Linked DNA regions of Mus musculus: regions 2 and 3 are each linked to region 1. The links are chromatin contacts, called in public HiChIP or PLAC-seq maps. All regions are on one chromosome and are shown on one strand. The core of a region is the stretch at or near the end of the contact, and the rest is flanking DNA. Distances in the headings are between cores, read along the strand shown. Region 1 holds the start of Slc6a8 (solute carrier family 6 (neurotransmitter transporter, creatine), member 8). Region 2 overlaps Atp2b3 (ATPase, Ca++ transporting, plasma membrane 3). Region 3 overlaps Abcd1 (ATP-binding cassette, sub-family D (ALD), member 1).

The links. HiChIP or PLAC-seq counts read pairs in DNA pulled down with a chosen protein or histone mark.
Region 2: an H3K4me3 HiChIP or PLAC-seq map of bone marrow-derived macrophages shows a contact between it and region 1, with 4 times the contacts expected there. The contact joins the enhancer-like site here to the promoter of Slc6a8 in region 1. A contact is called at or near these places in 15 of 39 promoter capture datasets (3T3-L1-derived adipocytes, the C10 cell line, the HPC-7 cell line and 10 more), 1 of 15 datasets of contacts at CTCF or cohesin (large pre-B cells), 8 of 484 Hi-C or Micro-C datasets (CD8 T cells, the G1E-ER4 cell line, the HL-1 cell line and 5 more), 6 of 115 datasets of contacts at active chromatin or transcription factors (bone marrow-derived macrophages, embryonic stem cells, kidney and 1 more) and 3 of 9 other capture datasets (adipose tissue, liver and macrophages).
Region 3: a contact with region 1 is called in an H3K27ac HiChIP or PLAC-seq map of embryonic stem cells, with 12 read pairs. The contact joins the enhancer-like site here to the promoter of Slc6a8 in region 1. A contact is called at or near these places in 10 of 39 promoter capture datasets (the 3T3-L1 cell line, 3T3-L1-derived adipocytes, embryonic stem cells and 5 more), 4 of 15 datasets of contacts at CTCF or cohesin (CD8 T cells, embryonic stem cells, large pre-B cells and 1 more), 17 of 484 Hi-C or Micro-C datasets (the Ba/F3 cell line, CD4 T cells, the G1E-ER4 cell line and 4 more), 4 of 115 datasets of contacts at active chromatin or transcription factors (all in embryonic stem cells) and 3 of 9 other capture datasets (adipose tissue, liver and pancreatic islet).

What each region holds. Positions count from the first base shown.
Region 1 is chrX:73,671,098-73,675,585 of GRCm38.p6, forward strand. Slc6a8 (solute carrier family 6 (neurotransmitter transporter, creatine), member 8) reads left to right here and starts at 2,036. Exons shown (of 13, transcript NM_001142809.1): 1 at 2,036-2,953. The coding sequence starts at 2,692. It overlaps Gm32261 (predicted gene, 32261), which reads right to left and starts at 3,205. Exons shown (of 3, transcript NR_166888.1): 1 at 2,932-3,205; 2 at 1,582-1,717; 3 at 1-711.
Region 2 is chrX:73,571,786-73,576,273 of GRCm38.p6, forward strand. Atp2b3 (ATPase, Ca++ transporting, plasma membrane 3) reads left to right here. Exons shown (of 21, transcript NM_177236.4): 21 at 1-1,485. Among named protein-coding and RNA genes, the nearest start is that of Gm52443, 8.7 kb to the right of the region's middle. Within about 2 kb of position 2,611, at least 17 of the 459 cell types and tissues checked have an H3K27ac peak or open chromatin away from gene starts, as enhancers often do. A contact at or near this core is called in the G1E-ER4 cell line, adipose tissue and bone marrow-derived macrophages, where this site is marked.
Region 3 is chrX:73,736,497-73,740,984 of GRCm38.p6, forward strand. It overlaps Abcd1 (ATP-binding cassette, sub-family D (ALD), member 1), which reads left to right. Exons shown (of 10, transcript NM_007435.2): 8 at 294-378; 9 at 607-732; 10 at 816-2,038. The coding sequence ends at 1,035. Among named protein-coding and RNA genes, the nearest start is that of Plxnb3, 18 kb to the right of the region's middle. Within about 2 kb of position 1,870, at least 10 of the 459 cell types and tissues checked have an H3K27ac peak or open chromatin away from gene starts, as enhancers often do. A contact at or near this core is called in embryonic stem cells and trophoblast stem cells, where this site is marked.

The DNA of each region.
Region 1 (4,488 bases), core at 786-3,285:
GTTCCTGTACCTGGGGTTGGCGCAGGCCTCTTCACCCAGATGCTCATCACAGGCCCAGGATGGAGGGATGCCCTCACTCTTACACTCAGTCTTGACTTCTTGAACTCCAAACCTCCCCACACACAGCAGTGACCATCTCCTCAAAGTGCCATCAGCTCACCCACATGTTTCTCAGCCTACTACGTCCTTTGTTTCCCAGTCCAGCTCCCTGGACAAGCAGGATCTTTTTTTTTTTTTTTTTTTGCTTTTTTGCTTTTTCAAGACAGGGTTTCTCTGTGTAGCCTTGGCTGTCCTGGAACTCACTCTGTAGACCAGGCTGGCCTCAAACTCAGAAATCTGCCTGCCTCTGCCTCCCGAGTGCTGGGCTTAAATGCGTGCGCCACCACTCCTGGCACTGACAAGCAGGATCTTAAATTCCCAATAGAACCCATATCCAGTTCCCACTTCTACAGCCTGATTTTCCTGCTATTGACTGGACTCTGCCCAACCTCATCCAGATAACTGTTGTAGCAGCTCCTTTTCCTTTGCAGATCTTTATACTGCAATGGAGTCCTTTGTGCTCATTCCTTGGGATCCTCTTTTTTCTTCTCTTAAATGACCCCTCTCCTTGTTCCTTGGATGGCTCCAGATCTTCCAGGATATATGTGCTATGAGTAACTATGAGTAACTCTTCTATGGCCTTTGTTTCTCCAGGAGGACTTTGGTTCCATGCTGGAACAAACATGGCTCAAGTTAGGGTTTTGTGATGAGCAAGCAAATACACACACACACACACACACACACATACACACACACACACACACACACGAGAGAGAGAGAGAGAGAGAGAGAGAGAGAGAGAGAGAGAGAGAGAGATCTTCCTGATAGCCTGGGTGGAGATGCTGCCCCTCCTTCCCTCACCTATCAGGCTCAATCTGGCTCTGGCTGGAACTGCTTTTCTTTCTAAAGCTGCCGGATGGCTGCGGGCTTAGCTTGATGGGATGAGCCATCTGGGGACTTTGGTGTCTGATCAGATCAAGGAATTTGGGATTGAAATGGGCACGCCTCACCTTTCTAGTCCACCCCAGGCTAGTGTTGGCCTTGGAAAATTCCCAAGAAGCTGCTCTGCTGATGAAGAGGCCTAGAAGTCCCTGAGCAGGCAGGTTACTGAGCTTAGAGGGAGGGTCTGTACATCTACCAGGCACCAGGGGGCAGCCTCACCCTATTCTTACCCCAGTATCTATAGATCACAAGCCCTACCCACCCCCACATCAGGCAAAAGGTGGACAAAAGGTGAGTTATCATGGAGTCCCCTTCTGTACCTTGGTGACAAATTGTAACTCTGATCTTCGACCAAGCAAGCTACCCTTTGCCCACTCTGGAGACAAACAGAAATTGATCACACACAAAGCTGATACCATGATCCTCAGCCTCCAGGCTGTATCTTTGAGGAGGCCTAAATGTCTTGAGACAGCTCAGTACTTCTGGCAAAGTTCCACAGAACTCTTGGAGGACGATTCCCCCCCCCCCCCCACACACACACACACACTCCAGGCCAGCGCAGGGACAGTCCTTCAGAAGGCAATCGCACAGGGCACTTACTTTGGTGCAGGGACCAAGAAACTTTGCACCTGGATATCCAACTCTCCCTAGGTCCTAATTGGGAAGTGAAGAGGAAACATTAGGCAGGCAGGACAACCTTGGTGAAGGATGGTCCACCGGGAAACGAGATTCCAGGCTAGAAAGAGTGGAGAGAAGGGAGAAGGACTAAGGATGTCTGGAGGTCAACTAGAGACTCCGTTTTCCTGGTGGTTCAGAAAAACCTGAGGGGACTTTGACCCGACCTGAGCCAGGTGATCCTGGAACGAATGGAGGTTCGGCCCACGAAAAGAAAGTGCTGGCCAGCGCCCCAGGTAGCAGCCATCCTGCTCCCAACTGGAGCAGCGTCTCCTCTAGAGGAGGAGGTAGGCGGAGTGACAGGGAGGGCGGGATGGAGGGGGAGGGGGGGAGCGGTCGGGTCGTGGGGGTGGGGCGACAGTGACATCACCGGGAGTTGGTTCTTAAGCAGCAGCGGGTCGCGTCGGGAAAGAGAGGGACAGTTGGAGTGCCAAGGCGAGTCTTTGAGTCCGCCGCGGCCCGGAGAGCGGCTGTAGCCGCCGCCGCCGGGAAGGAGGGGGCTAGTCGTACCCGGGACCACCGGAGCCGCCAGCGCCAGGAGAGCCGCAAGCGAACAGGACAGCCACTTGGGGCTGGGCCGGGGCCGCGGGCCTCAGGCCCCTTGCTCCGGCCGCCGCTTGCAGACAGTGGGCTTCCGATGCCACCCGCGACGCGCTAGGGTGAGCCTCCGGCAGGGCGAGCAGTCCTCGCTGCAGCCGCCACCGCCGCCCGAGCCGCGGGCAGGAGTCTCGGGAGCCGCCGCCGCCCGGCCAGGCTCCACCGCCGCCCGCGCGCTCCCGGGCCCCCGACACACATGAGATTCTTCAGGCTCACTTTCAAGTGCTTCGTGGACTGCTTCTGACTGCGCCGCCCCCGCCGTCCCGCACCCCTCCCGCCCACCCGTCGCCCCGTCCCCCGGCCCGGCCGCCCCCGAGGCCCCCGGGCGGGCCCGCGCTTTCGGGGCCCTCTCTCCAGGTGCCACCGGAGCCCCCTCGCCCGCCCGCCACCCTCGAGGCGCCGCGACCCCCGGCCCGGCCTCACGGCCCCGCTGGGGCCATGGCGAAAAAGAGCGCTGAAAACGGTATCTATAGCGTGTCTGGTGACGAGAAGAAGGGTCCTCTCATCGTGTCCGGGCCCGACGGTGCCCCAGCCAAGGGCGATGGCCCTGCGGGCCTGGGGGCGCCTGGCGGCCGCCTTGCAGTGCCACCGCGAGAGACTTGGACACGCCAGATGGACTTCATCATGTCGTGCGTGGGCTTCGCCGTGGGCCTCGGTAACGTGTGGCGCTTCCCCTACCTGTGCTACAAGAACGGCGGAGGTGAGTGCCTTGCCCCTGAGCATCCTGGCTTTTCATCAGGGACCAATTCCAACCCCAGCCTGCCACAGGCCCACCAGAGCAGTGGGGCAAAGTCCAGAGGGTAGGGAGGCCCGCCCAAAGCGGGTGGAGGCCATGGTGCCCCCTCACCAACCAAGCGTTCTGTGACCCAGCACAGCGGCCTCCACCCCCCTCACCGGTCATGTGCCTGGCAGTGTGGAAGAGAGGCAATCAAGGGTAGCTTCCAGATGAACTGAGGGGCTGCCTCTCAGACTTCCAGTCCAAACTGGGAGTGATTGGCCACTGAGGTGGGAAGGGAAGCCCTGCCCCCCAATGGAGGGGGCTCTAGGAGGTGAGGAGCCCTAGTTGCCCTCATGGGTCAGGCACACAAGTGACACATTGTGTGGACCCCCCCACGTGTACACATAGGAATACGTACACACACACAATGGGCCACTCTGTCCCTCCCCCACACTCTCCTCTACCCTCCCTCTTCTCCCTTTTCTCCTCTCCCCTCCCCTCTGGCCCAGGCTTGGAACACTGGGTGCTTGAGCCAGGCTTGGGATGTCTGCGGCCTGGCCCGCCTGGCGCCGCCACTAGACAGGCTTCATGCACATCCCATGCTCAGTTGCCTAAGCCCAGCTTAGCAACAGTAGTGGGTGCTTGTCTGTCCTGGGACTACAAAGCAGCACTGGATTTCTGGAGAACTGAAGCAGCTGGGTGATGGGTGAGAAACTGAGTCCCAGAGTGGAGGCCTCTGTCCAAGGTCACACACAGAAGGATGCTGGGAGCAGGAGCCCAGTAAACTGCAATTAACTCTGTCACTGAGTAGCAGAGAAAGCTGATCCTGTGCAGATAGGGTCCTAGAGAGCAGTAAAGAGGAATAGGTCAGAGCTGCAGCTGCTCAGCTCTCCCCTCTTCCTACCACTCCACATAATTGCTGGAATACTGCCTCAGCCCCTTTCCTTGATTTGTCTCTCTTTGTCCTACACCAATACCCCCATAAGCAGAGAATTGCCACCTACCCAGCTTCCTCCTGGGACTCTCATGATTACAAAGTACAGGGTAGTTGGGCTCACTGCCGTTTGACAAGCCCCCAAGCCTGAGCACCCAGCCTGGCACATATGAACAAACCTTGGCCATTCTTTCCTGTTCTGCTGCCTGCCAAAAAGAAGTGTGGCACAAGAGATGGCCTGTATGCATAAGTCTGTGTGTTTTCAATACCTGCTATGTCACCCTAGGTGTCTATAGGCTCAGAACTCAGTGAGCCAAGGGCTCCCCATGGTATAGGGAACACTGGCTAGACACTGCTGCTGTGCCTCCTCTCAACAGACCTAGAGCTCATCTGCTGGGATTGTTCACGTTGAGCCTCTGAGTCAGTGGCCACCCTTGTGCTGATTCACTCAGTGGGAAGTCACGGGACTGGGGTGCAAGCTGAAGCTGGGGCTCTGTCTGGGCCTTCTAGGACTTCTGGAGTCTGGGCTGGTGTGAGGCCTAGACAGCTTGGCTGATGGGTTTGGGTTAAGTCCCCTCCTGCT
Region 2 (4,488 bases), core at 1,361-3,860, 99 kb before region 1:
TGGGTGTGTCTGCGAGGGCGTGTCTGCAAGGTCGTGGGTGTGTCACCCACCAAAGCATGCTTCCAGCCCAGGTCTTCTTGCCCGCAGGACAAATCCAACCCAGAAGGCATAACTATAGAAACAGAACATTGCCATTGTTCTTTTCTGGCCTCTTCTGGGCCTGTGAGGACTGAGCACGGGGTCAGTCAGCCGGCCTTGGGTCCACCTAGACAGGTAAGACTAGAAAAGCCAGGTCTGGGAATCCTGAGATATTGTCTTCCAGGAGCCTGTCCCAGCAGTGTGGGCACCCATTGTGCCAAGCCTGCTTTCCTAGAAAGAGTGATAGCCTGAGAGAAGGCAGAGGAAAGAGGTCTAATGTCTGCTGCCCCTCCAGGGAAGCCCAGGCTGATGACTCCTTCCTAGTGGAAAGCTGACTCTCCTCTATGCTCCTAGGTCCTGAATCTGGACACCCACTGTAACGGAGGTGAAATAGGTAGCATCCTGCCCTTGAGGTTTCTTCACCTTCTGAACTTATGGATGTCACACTTTTCAGGAAGATGTCTAGAATATCACACTACTCTTAAATATGCCTGTCACTTGAGCTCAAGGTTTGTCTGCCAGGAGACAGGTGTGAATTGAGAGAGAGACAGGAGCTGTGTTTGTCCCACTCCCCCCCCCCCCACTCACACACACCACTAAAAGTTTGTCTCAGCTTTCTGGCATCCACAGAAAGTCAAATGGAAACTTGCTATGTTCCCACTGGTCACACCAATGCCATGTCACCCCTAAGCAGGAGTAGTCACATCTCGGGAAAAAGAATTTTGGTTACCAGAAAACTCCACTTTAAAATGCCAGCTACAGATCACATAAAGCCATCCCTTTTTTCTAAAGGGCATATTGAGAATGTTTCCCATTTGTAAATTGTTCCCTGATGTCCTTGTTTAAACCACCACAGCAAAAGGGCAACTTGGTTTGCTGAGGGTCTTTGTGTTCTTCAATAAGTAATCAAAATGTGGAGTATTGTGACTGAAGCAGGTCAGCTGTGTCCAGCTATGCTCATGGGCTTCTTGTCATCCTCTGTTGTAGACATACACATAGAGCAAATGGCCACTATGTATTAAAAAGCCAACCCCTGATGATGCTGTGTAAAGTTGCCTGATGTCAGTGTCAATTGTGTGATATCCAGGCTGCCTTTATGCTGAGCTATGGGGTTCAGAAAAGGCCCTGGGAACCCGCATCATCTGTTCTGATTCTTGTACAGTCTTCAGGCCGAGAGACCTGTCTCATCGGAAGCTTCTCTTTATAAAGCATTATACTATATGGAATGGCTTGGTCAACTGTGTTCAGTTCATAAATATGTTTTACATTTTTATCTGCCTGTTAAAAATGAACAAAATATCTTAATGAGGAAGACCACAGATGCATAATAAATTAAAATCTGTAGTTGAATTTCCTAATTTAAAGAATAGATCAAAAATTTTGTGTATAAAAAAATGAATGGGTCTGAGTCACATGTGTAATTTATTATTTGGTAATTTCCCATGTGGAACCAAACAAAGGTGTCTGCATGCCATTGAGCCATAGCAGAAGAAGGCACTGGCATGGCCTCCCCTGTGCCTGCTATCCTGATGAATTCTATAGCAAGAAAGGGCACTGACCCTGTGGGCAAGAGATGCTACACCTGTGCTGCCTCCCAGTGATTGGTTCAACCACGTAAAGCCTGCTGAAAATATTCAGGCCACTGTCCTTGTATGGATCAGTGGGAGCATTGTGACAATTCTGTCTTCAGAACTTTTTCAGCTTTTCTAACTTAAACTCCATGCCATTTATCACCAACTTCCCATTTCTCTTCCCCAATCCCCTATTCTATTGTCTGTTGGCAAATCTGGCTGCAACATTATCAAATAAGGTCTCTCCTAGAAGTAGGATGAGAGACGTATTTGTCCTTTTATCACTGGCTCATTTCACTGAGCATCATATCCTGAAAGGTCATCCATGCTCTAGCAGGTGTCAACCTTCAGTTCCTTTTTAAGGCTGGATAATATTCCATTGCTTTCACAGACATGCTGTGTTTAGCCACATAATCACAAATGCGTGCGTTGCTCCCACATTTTAGACATTATGACTAATGCTACTGTGAACCTGGGTACACAAACTGCTCTTTGAGAGTGGTTTTCTTCAGGAAATGATATATACCCAGCCACAAGGTTGCTAGAACTTGTTGTATTGGGCATGTTCATATGCTCTCTCTCTCTCTCTCTCTCTCTCTCTCTCTCTCTCTCTCTCTCTCTCTCTGCATGTATGTGTGTGTGTGCACGCGCGTGCATTTACATCCTCATCACCAAAGTGCCCGATTTCTAATCATTGACTTCCTCTTTGTCCTAAAGCCACAGAAACAAAGCCCAGCATTTCATCCTCACTTACTCTTAGTTCCTCTGTCCTTCCTTCTTCAGATCCCCTTGAATGGCTACGCATAGACATCCAGGTTCTGTAGCACCCTCTTTGGGCCAGGAATAGCTACATAAATAGTTCTGTGGCTGGGCCTTACAAATGACCACCATGGTTACAGCACTCTACACATCCTCCTGACCTTCTCACCATATTTCTATTTTCTTTAAAATGTATTTCTCTTGATGTGGCTATGTGTATGGGCATGCATGTGCAGTGCCTGTGAAGATCAGAAGAGGGCACCAGATCCCCTGGAGCTGGAGTTACTAGCTATTGGAAACCTCACTCAGGGTCCCTGAAGGAGCAGCAAGTTCTAGCAACCACTGAGCCATCTCTCAGGAGGCCATCTTCATGGTATTTCCATTTCTCAGATACACACAGTGTCCTTTTATATTTATTAGTACCAGAAGACAATTTTCCAGGGCAAGAGTCAAAAAGAAGAACCATGGTTCCAAAGATCCCTTAAGTCTCTGCTTCAACAGCAAAAAGGGAAGCAGCACAGCTTGAGTCATAAGACTAAGGAAGTCTAGACAAGACAAATTCGATATCAACACAACTGGCTCCACATGAAGAGATAAGATGCGATGTTGCCCATAAAGCATGAATGTGTCCTTAGTCAAATGGCTGGGAGCATGAGCATGAACACACTACAGCAGCAGAGCCTAGGGAATGGGAGGAAGGTCTGTATGTCTTGGAGCAGTTTTGAAAGACTTCATACTGGGGCCGGAAAAAAAAAAAAAAACAAGAGAAATGTATCCTCTTACAGTTCTAGAGGCTCAAAGTCCAAAACCAAGGCATTAGTGAGGTCAAGCGTCCTCTGAGGGCCCGTGAGGAGAATGTGTTCCAGACCTTTCTTTTGTTTTCTGGTAACATCTAGGTGTTACTGGATTGGTAGACCCTTTACTCTACTTCTGCCTGTCTTCATCTCGCCCCTTCATCTGCCTATGTCTCTTCTCTTACAAGGACAGTGGTTTGTGGATCAGAGCCCACCATAGTGGCCTCACTTAGCTTGATTTCAGGGCAAGGACATGAGTTGAGAAACACAACTCAATGCACCATAGCTAGGAAGAAAGGGGCCAGGCAATTCTCCGGACCTGGTTGTCCTCCTCCTCGTTCCATTGGGTTCATGGGCTAAGTAAGACTAGGCTACTTATCACTAAGCTGTAAGATATGTTCTGCACCACAAGATCCTGGAAGCTTTGGGTTCTAGAATATCTTATCTCAGTCTGTCATTGCTGACCTTTTAAACCTGAATAAAGGAGATGGAAGACTGTCATTTTTTAATCTCCACTAGTCTGTTTACAAAAGCCTTGGCAACAGGAAGAAAAAATCCAAAAGACCCAGATTATAACAATGTCTTTAATTTCATAAGGCCTAGAAATGAGGCCTTTTGCTCACTGTGCCATGGGCCAAATGACAACCAGTGAGCTGACAGGACCAGAGGTCAGCACACAAATAACACCAAGTCAGGCCAGCAAGACTTCTGGGCAATTTGACAGGCACACAGCACATGGGAGGATTCTAAAATAGCAGTCACAGTCAGGTTATCTGGTACAACCAGCTCAATTTACAAAGTAGAAACTGAGTCCCAAGGAGAGGGAAACTGCTGATAACCAGTGGGGAAGGAAATACCAGGTTTCTAGGTGCTGTGCACTGTATGGGGCACTCTCAATGGGAGGGATGCCTGTTCCAACCCCTGCAGAGCTGTATCAACTATCCCATGCTGTGCTCTGAAAAGGCCCTGAGAAGGCAGAGTGAAGAAGAGCCCTCTTTAAGGTTAAACAGCCTCACCCATCCACCACTGCTATTCCAAGGGAAGGGTTCTGCCTTCTGAGAGCTGAGAAAACACCTTTTGTAGAACAGATGACCTCAAAGCATCAAGATGGGTACAGGGCTGAGGGGTAGCTCAACGATAGAGCACAACAGGAAACAAGTAAAAATGTGGGGTGGCTGAAGCCTAGGACGGGGACTCAAAGGCCTGTCGGGGAAGATAAACCAAGAGCAGAACATCTGTCCTGAAAGTCTGTTTAAGCACAGTTAGTGCAGTGTGGGGGAAGGGGA
Region 3 (4,488 bases), core at 620-3,119, 65 kb after region 1:
ATACTAGATTAGGGTTCACCCTCTTGAATTCAACCTGAGCACATTTGGAAAGATTGTCTCTCCAAATCTTACTGGGGAGGGGGGGTAGGACTGTAGCATGTGTTTTGTGGGGGAGAAAATTTTTGTTCCAAGTCTTTCAGTTATTAATGCTATAGGCAGATGAGGACACAGAACAGAAGTCTGCAGCCAGACAAGTTCTGCCAGGGTCGAATGTGTCTCATTTAACCCTCACCCTACCCTGACTCCCATTGGGTTTCTGTTGAATTGAGCTGAGTCCTTCACCTCCTGCCCAGGTTGGGAGGCAGTGTGTGACTGGAAGGACGTCCTGTCTGGAGGTGAGAAGCAGAGGATTGGTATGGCGCGCATGTTCTACCACAGGTGAGCACTGCAGCTGCAGCGACTTTCAAGGACATTCAGTAAATTGGACCCAACAAGAGAGGAAAAAATGAGTTCTCCCAATAGGGAGCTACCTGAAGGAGTTTCACCTCTCTCCCAGCTCTCCCCCAGTGCAGCAGGGCTGTGGGTCACAAGTGTTTAGCCAGGAGCTGAAAGTTGGACAGTGATAGGTAATTCACAGCTTTCCCCTTTACCCACCCCCACCCTAAGGCCCAAGTACGCCCTCCTGGATGAGTGCACTAGTGCCGTGAGCATTGATGTGGAAGGCAAGATCTTCCAAGCAGCCAAAGATGCTGGTATCGCACTGCTCTCCATCACCCATCGACCCTCCCTATGGTAGGTGCTCTTGGAATTGTGGGTGAGGCTGCCACCTGAAGTGAGAAAGCAGCTATGACAGCTTTCTACCCTCTCCTGTTCAGGAAGTACCACACACACTTGCTGCAGTTTGATGGGGAAGGAGGCTGGAAGTTTGAGAAGCTGGATTCTGCTGCCCGCCTGAGCCTGACTGAAGAGAAGCAGCGCCTGGAGCAGCAACTGGCGGGCATCCCCAAGATGCAGGGGCGCCTTCAGGAGCTCCGCCAGATCCTTGGCGAAGCTGCAGCTCCAGTTCAACCCCTGGTCCCAGGAGTCCCCACTTGACTGGGGACCTTATCCCCAGCTCCCACCCTTCTCCAGGCTCTCGGATCACATGAAGGAAGCTCCTCCCCTCCCCCATTGCCCTGCATGCCTTACCCCTCCCAAGCCTCCTAGCCAATTACCTGCATTCCCTGAAGACCCCACTCTGGGACAGGTAGATATGAATGGGGACACACTGCATTCCACCTTCACTCTGGGTTCTGCTCCAGGAACTCTGCCCTGTTCAGGGCAGTGTGTCTTTTACTTTTCCCTGGGGAGGGATGGAGGGTTTGGAAGTCCCCAGTCCTGACTCTATACCAGTATGGCTGAGCCATAGGAAGTAAGCAGGAGCTGCCTCCCTTACTGCCAGCAGCCAGAATGTGTGGCAACCCTGGTAGTTGTGGGTTACATCCCTGCCGAAACCCAAATCCTTGTCATTGTTTTGATCCATCCCTTTGTTGCCATCCCCTTGTGTGACCAGCCAATGCCCCTGTCCCACAGGATACCCCCTGCCATGAAAACAGCCTAATGGGGCCCAGGATTAGACAGGGCCCAAAGTGTGCCCTTCCCCATGGTTACCCAAGAAGGACAGAGTTCCTCCTGAGCCATGAAGAGAATATAGCCCTGGCCCTCCCACTCCTCCACCTCTACAACCTAATTTATTGGACTCCCAGTTTATAGTTGTCTAAATTGCCAACATGAGTACCCTGCCAGCACAGGAGGTGACTGGGTGGTCCCTTCAATCTACCCAGTCTCTGGTGCCAAACCTGGCCCTTCACCAGCCTATACTGCCAGTTGCCACTGGGGGTGCCCTCTGCCAGCTAGGCAGAAGTGAGGGCACCATGTTCCCAGCTCAGTGCCAAAGAGGGGTCACAGGAGGTGCTGTGTCTGCTAAACCAGCCCTCACCAAGAGGGAGACGCCCCCACACACACACCCTACTGCCATTGTGTGCCTTTCCTGGGCCTTCAGCCCTCCAGCTGGGGTACCCCCCTCAGTCCTCTCAGTAAAAACCTCTGGAAAGTACAATCCTGCCTCCTGAACTTGGTGTCTGGTATAAGTTCTGGGGAGTAAGCCAGGCATAATTGTGCCTTTAATCTCAGCACTCTGGAAGCAGAGGCAGGTGGATCTCTGTGAGTTCAAGGCTAGCCCAATCTATGTAGTGAGTTTTTAAAAAGCCAGGGCTGCAAAGTGAGACCCTATCTCTCTCAAAAAGACAGGCAACAACAACAACAAAAGTTCTGAGGAGAGGTCACAATGTTGTTGGGAGAAAAGGAGACCTGCCCCCAAACATGGGCCCAAGTAAGAACCTAGTCAGTTGCTAACCCCATGGTACTCGAAAAAGTTAGTGTTCTCTGGTTATGCCTTTTGTACCCTAGGGAGATGACAATCATTGCTGTAAAATCGTACTTGAGGCCAAAGATAGCCTGCCAAGTGTCTGAAGGGGAGTGCAGAAAGCAATGCTATAGAAACCCTGTGAGATGCCAAGGAGGTAAATTGAGCACTGAAAGAGCCACAGGAAAGAAGTGATTCCTGGATTGAGTTGCACTGGCGCTTCTGAACCTTCTAGGAAGAAGGAAAAACGTATCCAAAGGCCCAGGGGTATGTCCAGAGAAAGATATCCAGTACAGGGGGAAGGAAAGGCCTAGACTGAGGCAAAAGGTCACGTTAAGTCTGAGGATCCCCTGAGTGAACCACGTGGAGCTGGGATGCAAAAAGCATCAAAGACTCTAAGGAGAGGTGGCAACCCCCAGCACACGGTTTTATAAGGTTTCCAGGGGCAGAATAGAGCATCAGCAACTAGGCACAATATGATTGGTGGAACAGTGCACCCTTTAAACGGATTGGTCTTTAGGGAATGAAGTGACAAGGACTTCCATTGTTTGAAGGTGGGCAAAATTCCTGTGGAATGTGTCCCCACCCACAGGTCAGTTCCTGTACTGTTGTGTGAGAAATGTTAATTAGCCTCTCCCTTCCGGAGGGGCAAGTTTTTCATGACCTTCCCAAAGTTCCTAAACTGACCTTTTCTTTTTTTTTTTTTAAACATTTATTTATTATATGTAAGTACACTGTAGCTATCCTCAGATACTCCAGAAGAGGGCATCAGATTTCGTTACGGATGGTTGTGAGCCACCATGTGGTTGCTAGGATTTGAACTTGGGACCTTCGGAAGAGCAGTTGGTGCTCTTAACCACTGAGCCATCTCGCCAGCCCTAAACTGACCTTTTCATTCACTGAGTAGGTAAAATGAGAATAGCCTTGGGTTCTGCAATGGATTTTTTTTTCCTTAGAAAAGATTTATTAAGGCAATATAACAATATACAAAGCACTAGAAAATGGCCTGAGCATCTTTTCAAAAGTGAGCCCACTGTGTCCACAACTTCCCCACAGTTCCTTATCACCAGCAGCTACTTCGCACCTCTCTTCTGACAGGAAGAATATTTCCTTCAAAGGTTTCCACATCCACATAGCAGCCTCACATAGGCCAGCCGCTTCAGGTTCATGCTGCAATGAAGGACAAACCAACCCCACTTCTGCTGAGAGAATTCCTGGGAAGGCCCTGCAATCAGGACACATCCTTACCCCGCCCTGGAGGGGGATGAGCGGTCCAGCATGTAGGAGACTCTAAAAGAAATTGAACCGAAACTCTTCGCTGGTCAAGTCCGGAGTGGTTTTGACCTTAAAGCAGGCCATGGAGTTGTGTGTGGACACTTGGTGGAGACAGGCCAGACAACTGCTGCTAGGAATAGAGGGGATGTTTTTGTTTTTTTGTTTTTTGTTTTTCAAGACAGGGTTTCTCTGTATAGCCCTGGCTGTCCTGGAACTCACTCTGTAGACCAGGCTGGCCTTGAACTCAGAAATCTGCCTGCCTCTGCCTCTGCCTCTGCCTCCCAAGTGCTGGGATAAAAGGCGTGCGCCACCATGCCCGGCGAGGGGATGTTCTTATAAAGCTAAGCTGAGTTCCCACACTGCCCGTATTTCCACCCTCAAGACATACCAAAAAAATCAAGTCAGAAACCTATGTAGATGTTTACTGTGTAGATTCTATACAATATTTACAGAAGCCTGAGTACCCAGAAACAGATAGACAAACATATATATTTATACAATAGAACATTATTTGACCATAAAAGGTTGTGAAACAGCAACACATGCTATAATATTCAAGAACATTAAAGACATGCTGACACAAAGAAGCCAAGCACACAGGTCCAAGTATTATATGATTGCATTTAAATAAAATATCCAGAACAGACAAATCCATAACAACATAAAGCAAATTAACAGTTACCAGGGCTGGAGGGGGTGGGGAGAATGGCTATGGGGAGAGATTGTTTAATGAATACAAGGGTTCTGTGGGGGGAGAAGTGATGAACATGTTTTGGAATAACAGAGGTAATAGTTGTGCAACATTGCAAATTTACAAAACACCACTAAACCATGTACTTCAAAGAGACTTGTGTCTCTACAAGGAATTT